Regions from separate parts of the Zea mays genome. Here region 1 is linked to region 2. The links are chromatin contacts, called in public Hi-C maps. All regions are on one chromosome and are shown on one strand. The core of a region is the stretch at or near the end of the contact, and the rest is flanking DNA. Distances in the headings are between cores, read along the strand shown. Region 1 holds the start of LOC100280831 (nucleus protein). Region 2 holds the start of LOC103641534 (Protein RAE1).

Evidence for each region. Hi-C and Micro-C count contacts between places; a contact is called where the count stands out from the background.
Region 1: a Hi-C map of leaf shows a contact between it and region 2, with 5 times the contacts expected there. The contact joins the promoter of LOC100280831 here to the promoter of LOC103641534 in region 2. A contact is called at or near these places in 5 of 25 Hi-C or Micro-C datasets (ear, endosperm, leaf and 1 more) and 1 of 3 datasets of contacts at active chromatin or transcription factors (leaf).

What each region holds. Positions count from the first base shown.
Region 1 is chr10:106,853,525-106,861,170 of Zm-B73-REFERENCE-NAM-5.0, reverse strand. It overlaps LOC100280831 (nucleus protein), which reads right to left and starts at 3,445. Exons shown (of 3, transcript NM_001153751.2): 1 at 3,042-3,445. The coding sequence starts at 3,219.
Region 2 is chr10:106,500,849-106,508,017 of Zm-B73-REFERENCE-NAM-5.0, reverse strand. It overlaps LOC103641534 (Protein RAE1), which reads left to right and starts at 4,617. Exons shown (of 18, transcript XR_004853257.1): 1 at 4,617-4,978; 2 at 6,913-7,056.

The DNA of each region.
Region 1 (7,646 bases), core at 2,196-4,695, 350 kb before region 2:
CACACACCTCTAAGGCCACCTAAACCAAAATACTACCACCACAAGTTTATGTTGAGAGACAGCACACTGTAGGCATGCTCGTTTATCCTTTCTTCTTGTGAAGACAAAGTCAATCTTACTAGAGTGTTGGCCACTACTATGGGTCACTAAATGAGATTCTCTCTTCCTAAAGAAAATGTTGTCTACCAACAGATCAAAAGCTACAGCAAAGTCCAAAAGTTCCTCTCTCTCTCTCTTGATTGCTACTACCATACACAAAACATCCATGAACCGCCTCGAAACCTGCACTTGTACCTACATGCCCATTGAGACCCCCTACGAAAAGCTTCTCACTAATAGGTATAGCTCTAAACATGCCATCTAAGTCTTCCCAAAAAAGTTTCTTAGCACTCTCATTGTGGCTTACTCGGGGAGCAAACGCGCTCATTACGTTCAAGGACAAATAACCAACGACAAGCTCCTATATTTGTGCCTTCTCATATCCACCATACGATTCTTGAGGCTCTTAATAATCAAAACTCCTACATTTCTATTTGCAACTGTCCCTACGTACCAAAGCTTGAAGGTGGTATTGTCCACTTCCTTCCCCTTCTGACCCTTCTATTCAGTCTCTTGGATGCATAAGATATTTACATGGCTCCTAATGGTTGCCTCCACTAACTCCCTTAACTTACCTGTAAGCAACCCTACATTCCAACTACCTAAACAAATTCTAGTTGGTTTGACTAGCTTCCTTAGCCTTCACACACATCGATGATATAAAGACACTTGCACATTTTTCACTACACCCGGACGCTGATGTAGTGCCACTAAGAAAGTAGCGATCCCATCATTGCTCACTTGACATCGTGCCTACATCGTGTCACAGCGCGTCATCAAGGGGTGTCGACCCGTCCCTTACACATTTAACACTATACCCAGGTTTCGATATGGTGCATCACTAAAAGGGTTATGCCCCCAACATATTTCTTTTGGGTTTCATCTCCATTAGAATGGCTAGGTTTAACGTTCGCTCGCCAAGCCTATCATAAACCTTCCTCCTTTACTAGCTCTTAGGACCTGTTATGTTTAGACAATATAGGCGAAGTTGGCGAGGATATAGATGCATTTTTACTTAAATAGCACTAACATGTATAAACGAGCTAAAATTATTTAACATAGAAAATTATGATATTTAAGGTTGATACTATTAAAAAAGCAACTAGTGTGCACCACTACTCAATAACTGAAATATGTAAAACACACATACTCAATACATACCCATCACAAGATGAAGGGGAAAACCGGAAAAGAAAAAAAAAGAGAAAGCATGAGTGGGCAATATGCTTGGTTGTTGGGGCCAGACATCCCATCTAAGATGCCCTAGTGCTATTTGGTCCTCCATGCAGGGAGCTTCCACCACCGCTCGTTCTTCTTCCAAATGACAATCCTATCTCCTCCCTCAATACAGCTTTGCCATAGCCATCAATTGCTTACCACCTATGACTATCTAACGCCACCCACTAGCAAAATGGGAAGCCCTTGCCCTCATCATCTTTTATCACATTGGGTAAGCACTCTTCTCATATCCTGGCCCACCTTGCATGCCCCCCTAGTTCCCCATCACCCTGCTACTATCGCATGAATACAAACAACGTATTGGGTTGAAGCATCAGGAAGTATTAGAAACATGTTGGTGATTAAATCCTTCTATTTTTTAAAACCACAATTTCATGGTAGTTCCCGATATGCATATCACAACATTTCGCAGTATCCTTCCATGTCGAATATGGGTACAACAGCCTACCTCACGTATCAGTGAAACCTAGATTTTCATCACTCTTAGCTCTTGCTCAAGGCAGATAGAGAAGGAAGAATAAATAGAGTTAAAGTATGTCCAAGTGCTCCAAGTGTTTACCATCTTTTATTTACTCATGGTTCTTTGATCCTCGTTGGTGCAAATGGACAAAACGCTTTGCAGCTAAAAAGAATTCTTAGTTTGTACGAGCAATGCTCGAGCCAAATGATCAATAAAAGTCAGGTCTCTTTTTCAGTCAACACACAAAAATAGAAATGTAACAAAGTAGTGCGGGCTCTAGCCGAGCTTGGCTCGAAGTGCCATTGTGTTGCCAGTCCTATTATTGATGTAATCCCTGATTGAATCATTCGGCTTGCTTGCGATGACATTTCAGGTTCAGTAATAGTAAAGTCTTGCTTCAAAAAGTAAAGTGATGATATGTTACAAATATCTAAGGTTCCATTCACAGTGCTCAAAACAATCTTAAAATTTTATTTCAATGTGTATCAAGATCTCCACAATATAATATTATTGACATTCATCTGTGTAGTGTGTACAAATTCTTCACAAAAAGTATGGAATAATAATCATGACGATGGCATTAATCTAATAGTTTCTGTGTGAACAGTCAAACAGCTACTCTGTAACGACAAATTTCGATGTGATGTGATCCTTCTGCTGTCCAAAAATGTAGAGTCCAGATCTGAAGACCTTTTTATTTACCAAACCACTTGGTGGCAAATGCCAATGGCCTACAAGCATGTATACATTCTAATCCAATAAATTGTTACTGCCTGTTTGGCGTGGCTCCCCATTCAACAGCAACTCCGCTGGAGCCACAGCCAGGGCAAGAGTAGAAGCCTCAAAAGGTAGCTCCTCCTCCATACACTAAAAGTGGCTACAGCTCCTGTTGTTTACATAAAAAATGGTTCCTCTTCTTCAGGTGCTTGAAGCAGCTGGCTCCTCTACTGAAGTCGTTGTTGCCGGATCCAGAGCCAGAGCCGCACCAAACAGGCCTTTAATCTATGATCCTGACAACTTAACTGAATAGGAGCAACCAACTTACCTCTATTTATTAGCACCAACACACAACCAATAATTTTCAACTAATTACCCACATAAACATGAATAACTGAGAAGAAACGCAGAAACGTGTGGTTCTCTAAAGACAAGCACGGCCACAATATGCGATTGTTGGATAATCATCTAACAGAACTCAGGAGGAGTATCCAGATCATGAAGGTGGGGCCCGGAGGGTGCTCACAATTGGGGCGGTCCGGGGGCATGGAGGATGCATCAGCGGACTGGAGCAGGTGGCGCAGGTGCTTCCACTGGCGGCCCCGGGACTGGCCCTTGGGATACTTGTCCGCCGTCTGCACCTTCTTGAACGGCAGCGTCGGCGCCAGCACCATCTCCATCCTCACCACCTCCGACTCCATCATCCTCTCTCTACTCCCCTGCGCCGTGCAGGATGGGGGTAACTGGTCCAGCCTTTCGGCGGATCCTCCGCCTGGAGGTTAAGGGTTCAAGGCGATGCGGGTTTACCGAGAGGGACGGTTCGACGCAACGGGGGATGGAAGGCAAGAGAGAGGAGGCCGGCGGCGGCGAGGTTTTTCCCGGTCGTGACAGAGAACGGCGGAGTGAAAGGTGGCCTTAGATAGGGAGAAATGACTTCCGTAGTAGGCCCATTCTGATTGCTGATTTGATAACCAGCGATTCTATCATACCTGGTCACTAAACTGGCTCTCAATGTTAACCCGATCAAATGTTATCTTTTTTTTTCTTTTTATATTGAAAAATAATTGAAATTTACTCCCTCGGTCCTAAAATATAAGTCATTATAATATTTTTCGAAAGTCAAAGTATTTAAAGTTTGACCAAAAGTATAGCGAAAATCATAAAGATTTATGACACAGAATAGATATATCATGAAAATATATTTAATGGAGAATTTAATGATATACATTTAATATTGTAAATGTTATTACTTCATTGTAAATTTGGTCAAATTTGAAAAAACTTTGATTCTCTAATAATCTTAGAATGACTTATATTTTAGGACAAAAGAAGTATATCCTAACTTCAAAATTTTACGCTGATGGATACTTGTCGTCCTATGACAAGCAGCAGGCGCGAGTCGTGCGCGGAGGTAGGCACCTAACGTCCGGCAACCTCTTTACGTCACTCTCTATTTCAAACTCTATAAACAGTATAACATATAATGTAAAAATAGTGTTTTGCATGGCTATATGTACGCTCTGTTGAGCATGACCTTACAATCTTTATCTATATCTTTGGTGTTTCATTTTTAAGTTAAATTATATCAAGATAGCAATATTGTCAAATGTAGTTTAAGTTATGACAGTGAGGTAGTTGTACACATCAAGGGGTCAATAATAAAAACTAGTTTAAGTTAGAATGAATAATTGTAATGTTATATATAGCATACATAAGAGCATCTTCAACAAGGAGCTCTAAAATAGAGCCTAAAACTAAAATAGGACCATATTTAAATTGTTTAGGACCTCAAAATAAGTTGTTACTCTAATAGTTAGACCTTAAATAATGCAATTTAGGAAATAAGTCACGTTATTTGGAAATAAATAGTGGTAGATTAAGAGAAAAGGAGGACAGGGCTCCAATATATGGGATACTATATTTAGGACTCGAAAAATCAAGCTATATAATCGTTTGATGAATTTTTATAAAATAGGGTTACTGTTAGAGTATGTTTTATAGTCCCGAGTCCTATATTTCAAAATACAACCTTATTTAGGATCCCTTTTGGAGATGCTATAACGGATGATGTAACCATCCCTTGAGCGTCGAGACCTCTTTGACATGCATTGTGTGTTGATGTGGTCCTAGAAGTAGGTGTGATGGTATGGGGACCGCACCACTCTCTCGCTGCTTGTAACACCCTGAATTTAGGGGTATAAAATTTCTTCTCTAAATGCCTACCAAATTCAGGTGTTATCTCTTGTCTCTCTCTAGACTTCCTCTCTCTTTCTTTTAATTAGAGTTAAGTCAATTAGGTGAGGGGTTAAATATTTATTTTATCAAAACCTATGTGAGTAATGAAATGATGCATCACGCTATTCTTTTGTTTAATGCACATGTTTGAATTAGTTTGAATTTGGTTTGAATTTGATTTGGATGCTATTCTTTTGTTTAATGCACATGTTTGAATTAGTTTGAATTTGGTTTGAATTTGATTTGAAATCCAAAGAGAAAATAAAAAGAAAAAGCCTTTAGAAATTTGGAGGAAAACACATTTCTGCCTAGCTAGCCCAGACAGGCCGCACGCGCCCGCGTGGGTCCCACCTGTCAGTGATGGCCCGCGTCAGCGCACGCGCTCTCTCTCTCCCTCCCGTTGCCCGGTGGGGCCGGCTTGTCGGCGCCGGTTCTTTCACGCACGCGCTCACTCCTTCTCTCTGCCTGGCAGGCCCGCTCTGTCAGCGTTGACCGTCTGTTCTCGTACGCGCCCTCGCTAGCTCACGGCCCCACCTGCCAGTCACCTCCCCTTCCCTAACCTCTCGTCTGCGCTCTCCGTCGTGGATGCGCCCTCGTCGTGCTTTCCTGGCCACTCCCCCCACGCGCCCGACCTCTTTCTGGAGCCCGCACCCACTCGCTCACTCCCCTCGCTCAGTTGTGCCCCCACCAGACCCCTCGCTCCTCTCTCTCGCAACACGCCCACGCCTGTGGAGCTCTGTTGTGGTCCGCCGTCCGTTTCGTGGCCGTTGTCGAGCCCCTGTCGCGTCCGTTGCCCCGATGAGCTCCGCCTCCTCACCAGCAACATGAGACACCCTCTGGTTTGCCTCTAGCCCCTCTATTTCTCTCGGTTCGCGCTCATTGGACCTTTACTGTGCAGCCGAAGGCCGCCGCCGTTGACCCGAGGCTTCGTTGTGTCCCTGCCGCCGTTCAAGCGCCCCAGAGTCCTCTCTCAAGGTAACCCAGCTCCCCATACAATCACGTAAGAATTGTTAACAGGCCAAACTTCAGCCTCTCACTTTCTGATTTAGTTAATATTCTAGCCGAAGCCAGAAGCGTAGGCAACGGGTTCATTACTCAAATCTAGGCTAAGGGTGGTCGAGAGGCTGCCGGAGACGAAGCTCGAGCTTTACTTGGCAAAGTACGGCAATTTTCTTTACTTTCATGTCTTTATTTCAGATTTTTCCTTATTACGTTTCTCAATACCTTTGCCTTGTTGTTTTTAGGGTGAAGTTGGCAAAGTTTGATGAGCCGAAGCTCACGCTAAAGCTCTAAAGGAAGCTTCGGAAGCTTTTCTTTGTTCTGCTAATGTCTGCAAAAACACTTTTGGAGTTTCTTTGTACAAGAAAATGTACTATTTGACAAGGAATTGTAATTGAATGTATTTTTTTGTAAATATTGTAAATATTTGTGGATGTTTCGTAATGTTGCTTTACCTTTTATCCCAATGTTGTTTGCTTTGTTGTGGACGAAACCGATGCTCCCAGCTTTTTGAGACGAAGACGAAAAACACCTTCCCTTATTTTCGTTCACATCGAAGCACCTTCGGATTGATGTCAATGAATGGTCTTTTCATACATAACGAAGCATCTTCGCGCTGAGGGCAAAAAACCTTTATTTTCCTGTTAAGCGTCTCCGTTTATAACGAAGCATCTTTTTGCTAAAAGTAGAAACCTTCTCTTCTTCCTTGTTAGTGCCTTATGCGATGTGTCATGATGCGATGAAGCTACAGATGTCTAATGTATGTTCGTATGAATGCAAAAGATGATGTGATGATGTATGCAAATGTATGTCGAAGATGAAAAACTCACGCGAATACACACCCAGACTCTGCATCCCCTTAGGAACGACTTTGGAGTCTCTTCACCTTTTACTTAGGTGGTATTTCAGCTCTGCATCCCCTTAGGAACGATTTTGGAGCTAAGCTCTGCATCTCCTTAGGAACGACTTTGGAGCTTTTTCACCTCTGACTTAGGTGGCATTTTAGCTCTGCATCCCATTAGGAACGACTTTGGAGCTTCTTCACCTTTCACTTAGGTGGCATTTTAGCTCTGCATCCCCTTAGGAACGACTTTGGAGCATCTTCATGTTTCACTTAGGTGGCATTTTAGCTCTGCATCCCCTTAGGAACGACTTTGGAGCATCTTCACCTTTCACTTAGGTGGCATTTTAGCTCTGCATCCCCTTAGGGACGACTTTGGAGCTTTTTCATTTTTTTTACACTCGATGGTGTAATCTCAGATCTTTACATTTTACATGTGGGGGAAGCTGGACCTTGTATTGCACAGGGCTGCACAAGAAAAAAATGAAAATTACAACCTATGGCCCCATTAAAAACCTTTCTCCCCTCTTGAAAGGAAAAGGGTGTCATAGGGAAAAGAAGGAAAAATACACAGTTTACACATAATATCTTCGAAGCTCTTCTACATTCCAAGATCTTAGGACATCATTTCCATCCATGTCCTTCAACCTGTATGATCCTGGTATTGACGAGAACACTACCAAGAAGGGACCTTCCACTTAAGTTGTAGCTTCCCCACTGTGTCTGGGTTGGTTATTCTTCGAAGCACCAAATGTCCTGGCTTAATATTCTTTAGCCTTACTTTTCTGTCTCGCCACTTGACTGCTTCGGCTTGATATTTATTGATGTGGTCTATTGCCTGAAGTCTGACCCCTTCTATAGTGTCTTTCGTTATTTTGGAAGCATCTTCGTCTTCTGCCGAAGCTAGAGTCCTTATTGCTCATGTTCTTGCTCCTTCCAGCGTTATTGCTTCATCCCCGAATAAAAGATTGAACGGAGTGAACCCTGTTGATCGTGAGACAAAAGTGTTATGATTCCATACCATTTTTACCAATTCCTCTAGCCACTTTCCTTTTG
Region 2 (7,169 bases), core at 3,368-5,867:
GTCTAAAGGGTTTAGGATCTAGAAAGCGATGGATTCCTACTATCGTGACGACTCGATCGATTCTGTGTTCATATTCATTTTGAACGATTTTTTACCAAAATGATTCTTATTGAAGCAGACTGAAAAAGCTGAGACGTTTGGTAGTTCGCAGCAACTTTTGGTGACCAGAAGCTGAAAAAGCCCAAATAAATAGGGTCTATATAATTTGGATATATAATCTGATTGTTTGTTTACAAGTTGGATTATTTACGCTAGATTATATAATGATTATAATACCAAACAAACATGCCCTATATCTTTTGGTATATTAATTTTGGTAGAAATTTCTTATATAAAAAATCACAACTTAGATTGTCTCTAGCATATTGTGTATATGGTTGGACAAAATACTGATTTACACTGTTTTACATAGTGAAGCTTAAAATAAGGGATGAGATGAGAGATGAGATGAGTAAATTGTTGAAGACAACCTTATGCTCTACCAGGAAACTTAATATTTAGGCTAAAATCACTGTAAGGCTATAGCAGCTTATCCATCTCCATAACCAATATTCAAACTTACTCTGCGAATAGTGTAATCTACGATGTAAAATAGCGTAACACATTGTTTTAAGTGACCATATTAGTATTACTGGACACAGTCTAAGTTACATGTGAGAAGTTTTTGGACACAACTCAAAAATTGGTGTTTGGAAGACCGACGACTATCTCCGGTTTGGTCACCTTCGACCTAAGAGCATCTCCAAGAAAGGACCTAAACTGAGTCCTATTTCCAAATATAGGATCTAAGAGTAAAAATTAGTTTCAAAGAGAGTAGCTATTTTATAATTTTGTAGCAAATTAATAAGGACTCCAGCCTCTATGTCTCAAATATACTACCTTCGCGGTGTGAACCCAACAAACCCTAAAATAGAGTTCTAAAATTTGAAATAGAATGTTTAGGGTTTCAAAAGAAATGTTTACTCCAACTGTCAGACCTTAAATGATGCTATTTAGAAAATAAATCATGTTATTAGAAAATAAATGATTGAAGATAAGTGAAATAAGGATAGAGTTTCAGTATATGAGGTACTATACTTAGGATCTGAGAGACCAAACCTTATAATCGTTTGATAAAATTTTATAAAATAAAGTCTAAAGTTTTATGGTTTTTTTAAACTCAATATTTGAGATGCTCTCAAGAAGCAACCGAATTTTACTGCAGTCCACACTCGCCACTTCGGCCGGTATACGTACGACAGAAATGAATACATTCACTAATCTCAAGAGATATCTATCCAATTTCTCTAGCATGCCGTGAGAATGTCAGATACAGGAATGAAGTAGAGCTCGACCATTAGAAACATGGAGAAATATACCAGATCTTCAACTAGCAGGACCACGTCAAGTTGTACTTGTACAGGGACAGGATGATGCAGGAAATATGGTCGGACTGCAAGTTGCACACGGATATGAAGGTTCTGTTTGGTTTGTCTCCAACTATGCACATTTTATAAAAAATTAGTTGTTTCAATTGAAAAACTAACTTTAAACATAAAAATTAGATTCGTTTACAACGAAATAAGCATAACAAGGTCACTAGAACAAAGTGGTGGAAGCTTAAAGGGGATGTGGCCCAAACTTTCAAGAAGAGAGTTATCGAGGAGGGCCCTTGGGCAGGAGAGGAAGACGCAAATATCATGTGGAGGAAGATGGCGACATGCATCCGAAAGATAGCTTCAGAAGAGTTTGGGTTGAGTCAAGGGAACAGAAGGGAAGTTAAAGACACTTGGTGGTGGAACGAAGATGTCCAAAAGGCTATCAAGGAGAAGAAAGATTGCTACAAACGCTTACATCATGACAAGTGTGCAGAAAACATAGAGAAGTACAGGATAGCGAAGAAGTCTGCAAAGCGAGCGGTTAGTAGAGCCCGGGGTCAAGCCTATGACGACCTTTATCAACGGCTGGACACAAAGCAGGGAGAAAAGGATATCTATAGGATGGCCAAGATTCGTGAAAGGAAGACAAGGGATGTCAACCAAGTCAAATGCATCAAGGACGAAGCAAACCAACTATTAGTGAAGAGTGAAGAGATCAAGAACAGATGGAAGGAGTACTTCAACAAATTGTTCAATGGAGGGAATGAGAGGGCTACAATAGAATTGGACGAACCATTCGATGACAACAACAGGGGTTTTGTACGAAGGATACAAGAATATGAAGTTAAGGAGGCGCTAAAAAGGATGAAGGTAGGAAAGGCGATGGGCCCTGATGGTATCCCTATCGAGGTATGGAGATGTCTTGGAGACATAGCGATAGTATGGCTGACTAAGCTTTTCAACACCATCTTTCGGGCAAACAGAATGCCCGACGAGTGGCGGCGGAGTACATTAGTACCAATCTTCAAGAACAAAGGAGATGTTCAAAGTTGTACTAATTACCGTGGAATTAAGCTCATGAGCCATACAATGAAGCTATGGGAGAGAGTCATTGAACACCGCCTGCGAAAGATGACGAGCGTGACCCAAAATCAGTTTGGTTTCATGCCCGGGAGATCAACTATGGAGGCCATTTTCTTACTAAGACAACTTATGGAGAGATTCAGAGAACAAAAGAAAGACCTGCATATGGTCTTCATAGACTTGGAGAAGGCTTATGACAAAGTACCTAGGAGTGTAATGTGGTGGGCCTTGGAAAAACACAAAGTAGCAACAAAGTACATTAATCTTATTAAAGATATGTACACTAATGTTGTGACAAGTGTCCGAACAAGTGATGGAGACACCGATGACTTTCCAATTAACATAGGACTACATCAAGGGTCGGCTTTGAGCCCTTATCTTTTCGCTTTGGTGATAGATGAGGTCACAAGGGACATACAAGGAGTTTTACCGTGGTGTATGCTTTTTGCCGATGATGTGGTACTTATTGAGGAGAGTAGGAGTGGTGTTTCTCAAAAGTTGGAATTGTGGAGGCAGACGCTGGAAGCAAAAGGTTTTAGGCTTAGTAGGTCTAAAACAGAGTATAGGAAGTGTGATTTCAGTGCCATGGGGTATGAGGATGGCGATGTTAGTCTTGATGGGCAAGTGGTACCCAAGAAAGACACTTTTCGTTACTTAGGATCAATACTTCAAAAGGAGGGAGACATCGATGAGGATGTCAGTCATAGAATTAAAGCCGGATGGTTGAAGTGGCGACAAGCTGCAGGTGTCTTATGCGACCACCGGGTGCCACGCAAACTAAAAGGCAAATTCTACAGGACAACAATCCGGCCGGCTATGTTGTATGGAGCAGAATGTTGGCCCACTAAAAGACGACATGTCCAACAACTAAGTGTGGCAGAGATGCGTATGTTGCGCTGGATATGTGGCCACACAAGGAGAGATCGAGTCCGGAATGATGATATACGAGAGAGAGTAGGAGTGGCGCCAATTGAGGAGAAGCTTATGCAACATCGCTTGAGATGGTTTGGACATATCCAACGAAGACCTGAAGAGGCACCAGTGCATATCGGAATAATTAGGCGTCCCGAAAATGTGAAGAGAGGTAGAGGTCGACCAACTTTGACGTGGACAGAGGCTGTGAAGAGAGACCTGAAGGAGTGGAATATTGACAAAGAGCTCGCCGCAGATAGGAAGGGGTGGAAGTGTGCAATTCACGTGCCAGAACCCTGATTGATAGTTTCGCTTTTCCTCCTTAATCGTTTGACCTTTTCTTGTGTCCATTTTAGATCTTGCTGGTCCTTGTGGGTTTTATCTCTTTTATGTGTTTCCCCGTTTCGTTGTTTTCGGTTCTCCTTTGCCTTTGTTTTCCTTTTCTGTTCTTTGGGGGTTGAGCTCTGAGGTTTTCATACGGGGTTTCATCTCTAGCCTACCCCAACGTGCTTGGGACAAAAAGGCTTTGTTGTTGTTGTTGTTGTTGTTGAAACATAAAAATTAGATAAAACGTGACGAGTTAGGTAGCGAACCAAATAGACCCGAAATGCCACAATGGTACGACACAGATTCGAGCATGTTTAATTTGCTGCCTAACTTGCCATACTATACATAATTTTTCTATTAAAATTAGTTTTTCAATTTAGAAGACTAACCATATATAAAGTGTAGCACAGTTAGCCGTGAACTAAACAGAAATGCCGTCATAAGCCAATGGTGATGTGATTATAGAAGCGACTGTTGGAGCAAAAAAAAGTTTGATGTGTCCCTTTTTCATGCAAATCACGCCATATTTTGTTTTTAGGTCCTCATTTTAAGGAATTGTTTGATTTATAGGGACTAGTTTTTAATCCATCAATTTTATTCCATTTTAGTCCTTAAGTTGTAAATAATAAAACTAAAAATATAGTTTTAATGTATGTATTTATCAATTTAGAAACTAAAATGTAAAAAAATAAAGACACTAAAAATTAGTTCTAGAAATCAAACACTTATAAGGACTAATTTTTAGTTCCTTCATTTTATTGTATTTTAGTCTCTAGATTGATAAATACAGAAAATATTTTAGAGCTTCTAAATGAAATAAATTGGGAGGACACTATTTTTGGTTATATATTTGATAATTTAGTAACTAAAATGAAATAAAATTAAAGGATATTATTTTCGTTTTCGTATTTAGTAATTTAAAGAATACAATAAAATGAGTAAACAAAAATTAGTGCATAGAAAGCCAACACTCCCTCTCTCTCTCTCTTGGAGTTGCTGTGAAAATACGACCTATCGGGGACAGCTCGATCTCCCTCCCTTGGCTGGAGCCTGGAGCCGACGGAGCAGAACGACGGTTCCTTGCGGCGGCAGCGACCTCGAGCTGAGGGCGGCGAGAAGGCGGGAACAACTCGATCTCCCTTTGCTAGCTAGCTAGTCCCGATGGAGCCGAGGGTTCCTTGCGGCGACGGCGGCCCCGAACCTAGGGCCGCGAGAACGCATCGACGGGAGGGCGAGCGAAACCACGTCCTCGATGCGCGAATCCTGGAGCCTCAGCGACAGAGATCGAATCCAATCAGGTATCCTCCACTCACGTTCTTCTAACCTATCTCCTTGTATTTTTGTTCTTTATTTTCCTGCGGTCCTTCTAGCGCATCGATAGATCTAGTATGTCCATATCGATCTTCTGGACTTCTGGTAGTCCATTCAGATCCCGTGGAGGCACCAACCTCCTCGTATTGTCCTTAGGATGGAGATGATATCTTTGCTTCTTGCGTTCTGTACCTTAGATGTGTCATATCAGCTGGCTCACATATTTCAGGTATGAGTGAGAGCCTCCATTTCATAGGTGCTTTCATCATTTAATTATCTTTCTGCACATTCCAATTACTTGCTCAAAGAAATCTCGATAACTGAGCATCTGAAAGGAAATCTTGAATGACTGTTGATGAGTGTTCACCGAGCTGCAGGTTAAGATGCTTCTACAGAGAGGGATACCCAGGGTTAATTACTCCTATCAACATATATACATGCATGTGATGCCATCAACCATCCTCTTTAATTTCCCAAACTGAATTCTTTGGAGGCTGCATTCTTCAATTCCTAGCTACCTAGTAGATTCTTTATTCTTTTTTGAGTTAAATGCATCGATGACCCCAGAACTTGTCAAGGGATGCCATTTAGGTCCACGAACTTTGACAATGCATTTCTAGGTCTTGAACTTGTTAAGTGATATACCACACATCCCTAAACTTGTAAAAATGGTACATTACAGGTCTATTTTTGGAGCATACCAACCACTGTGGTGAGCCATTTAACAAGGTTAAGGACCTAGAAATGTATTTCAAAGTTCGTGGACCTAAGTGACATCCCTTGACAAGTCAGGGTCCGCTCATGCATTTAACTCTTCCTTTTCATAAAAGGCCAACCTAGCTCAGCTAATTTCTTTGTTTTGGGTAGATGACTGTTGTGTGCTGTGTCAAGTAGCCGGCAAAACGTTTCTAATGACCCTAGCTAACTAAAGTGAGACTGCTTACACACACGCGCGCGCACACATGCACGCACACGCGTGCACACACATGCACGCACACGTGCGTGCACACACCCACGCACGCGTGCGCGCCCACGCCCCGCACACGCCCGCAGCCCGCACGCACGCACGCACTATAGTATATTATATGTTCTAGACTGTGGGCTACAGATCAACCATGAAGTGAAAAACTTAAGCCAAAGAGGCCCAAGCTATTCCAGACCTTAGAAACCAGGAACGTGTCCACATTCCTTGTTCTGGAAACGTTCCTTCCGCTCCAGGAACATGGGAACAATCTCTTCCCCGTAGTGTTAAAATCTTATTTAAGTACCGTACCACGTTCCTGTTCCTCGACCCCATCGATCCGGGAACCTGGTTACTAAGTTCTAGATACAGCCCATGTCTCAGCTACCCAGTAATTCAATTCAGGTTCTGGTCATCCAGCACCTAGTCGTTCGACGACCAGAAAAGTAGTCGCCTTAATCAAGTCATACCCCCTAGTTGAGTTTGGACTACCGATTAGGACGACTAGTCGTGATTAATCACAAGTAGCCAGACGACTTGATAACACTGCTGAAGGCAATCACAAATGAATACATCCTATGGTTCTCTGGGTGCAAAAGGACTCCAGGAGTTGGTACTGGGTAGCTTGTTGTGGGTTGATTTTTCCTAAGTTTCTGTTGGTGCCTGTCGCTTTGCCTGTACTAGACTACTTTTCTTTGGCCTTGTGCCTCAGTCACAGCCACAGGTCATCTTGTTAGTTGTGGAAGGCTAGTTGCTCTGTCTAGTGTTTCCCTTTGGGAGAGGGGGGGGGGGTCTTCTTTCTTTGCACTATTGCCCTTTTCTCTCTCAAACTCTCTTAATGAAATGATGCACAATTCTCTTGCACGTTTGAGAAAAAACAGTTAATTAATATTGGTAGGTGTATTGTTTCAAATATGTTCATTTGGTAAAATTAACTTCTGCCTTTTCTGGCTTGATCAGGAACATCTTTCATCTATTAACTCAACGAGAGGTCTCACCTCGATTGAAACACCATGCTAAAAGAATGTGGAATGAGTCCCCAAAATATGATCCTGATTCAATTGAGTTAAGGTCTGCAGATGCTAAACTTGATATTTTTTCATGGTAAGGAAAGCCTTTTTTGAGATATTTAAGACCAGTCCATAATATATCGACTACTGAGTCACATGTGAGTCTGTTCACATCTTTCTTTTTTTTGGTTGGCTCGTTTAAACCTC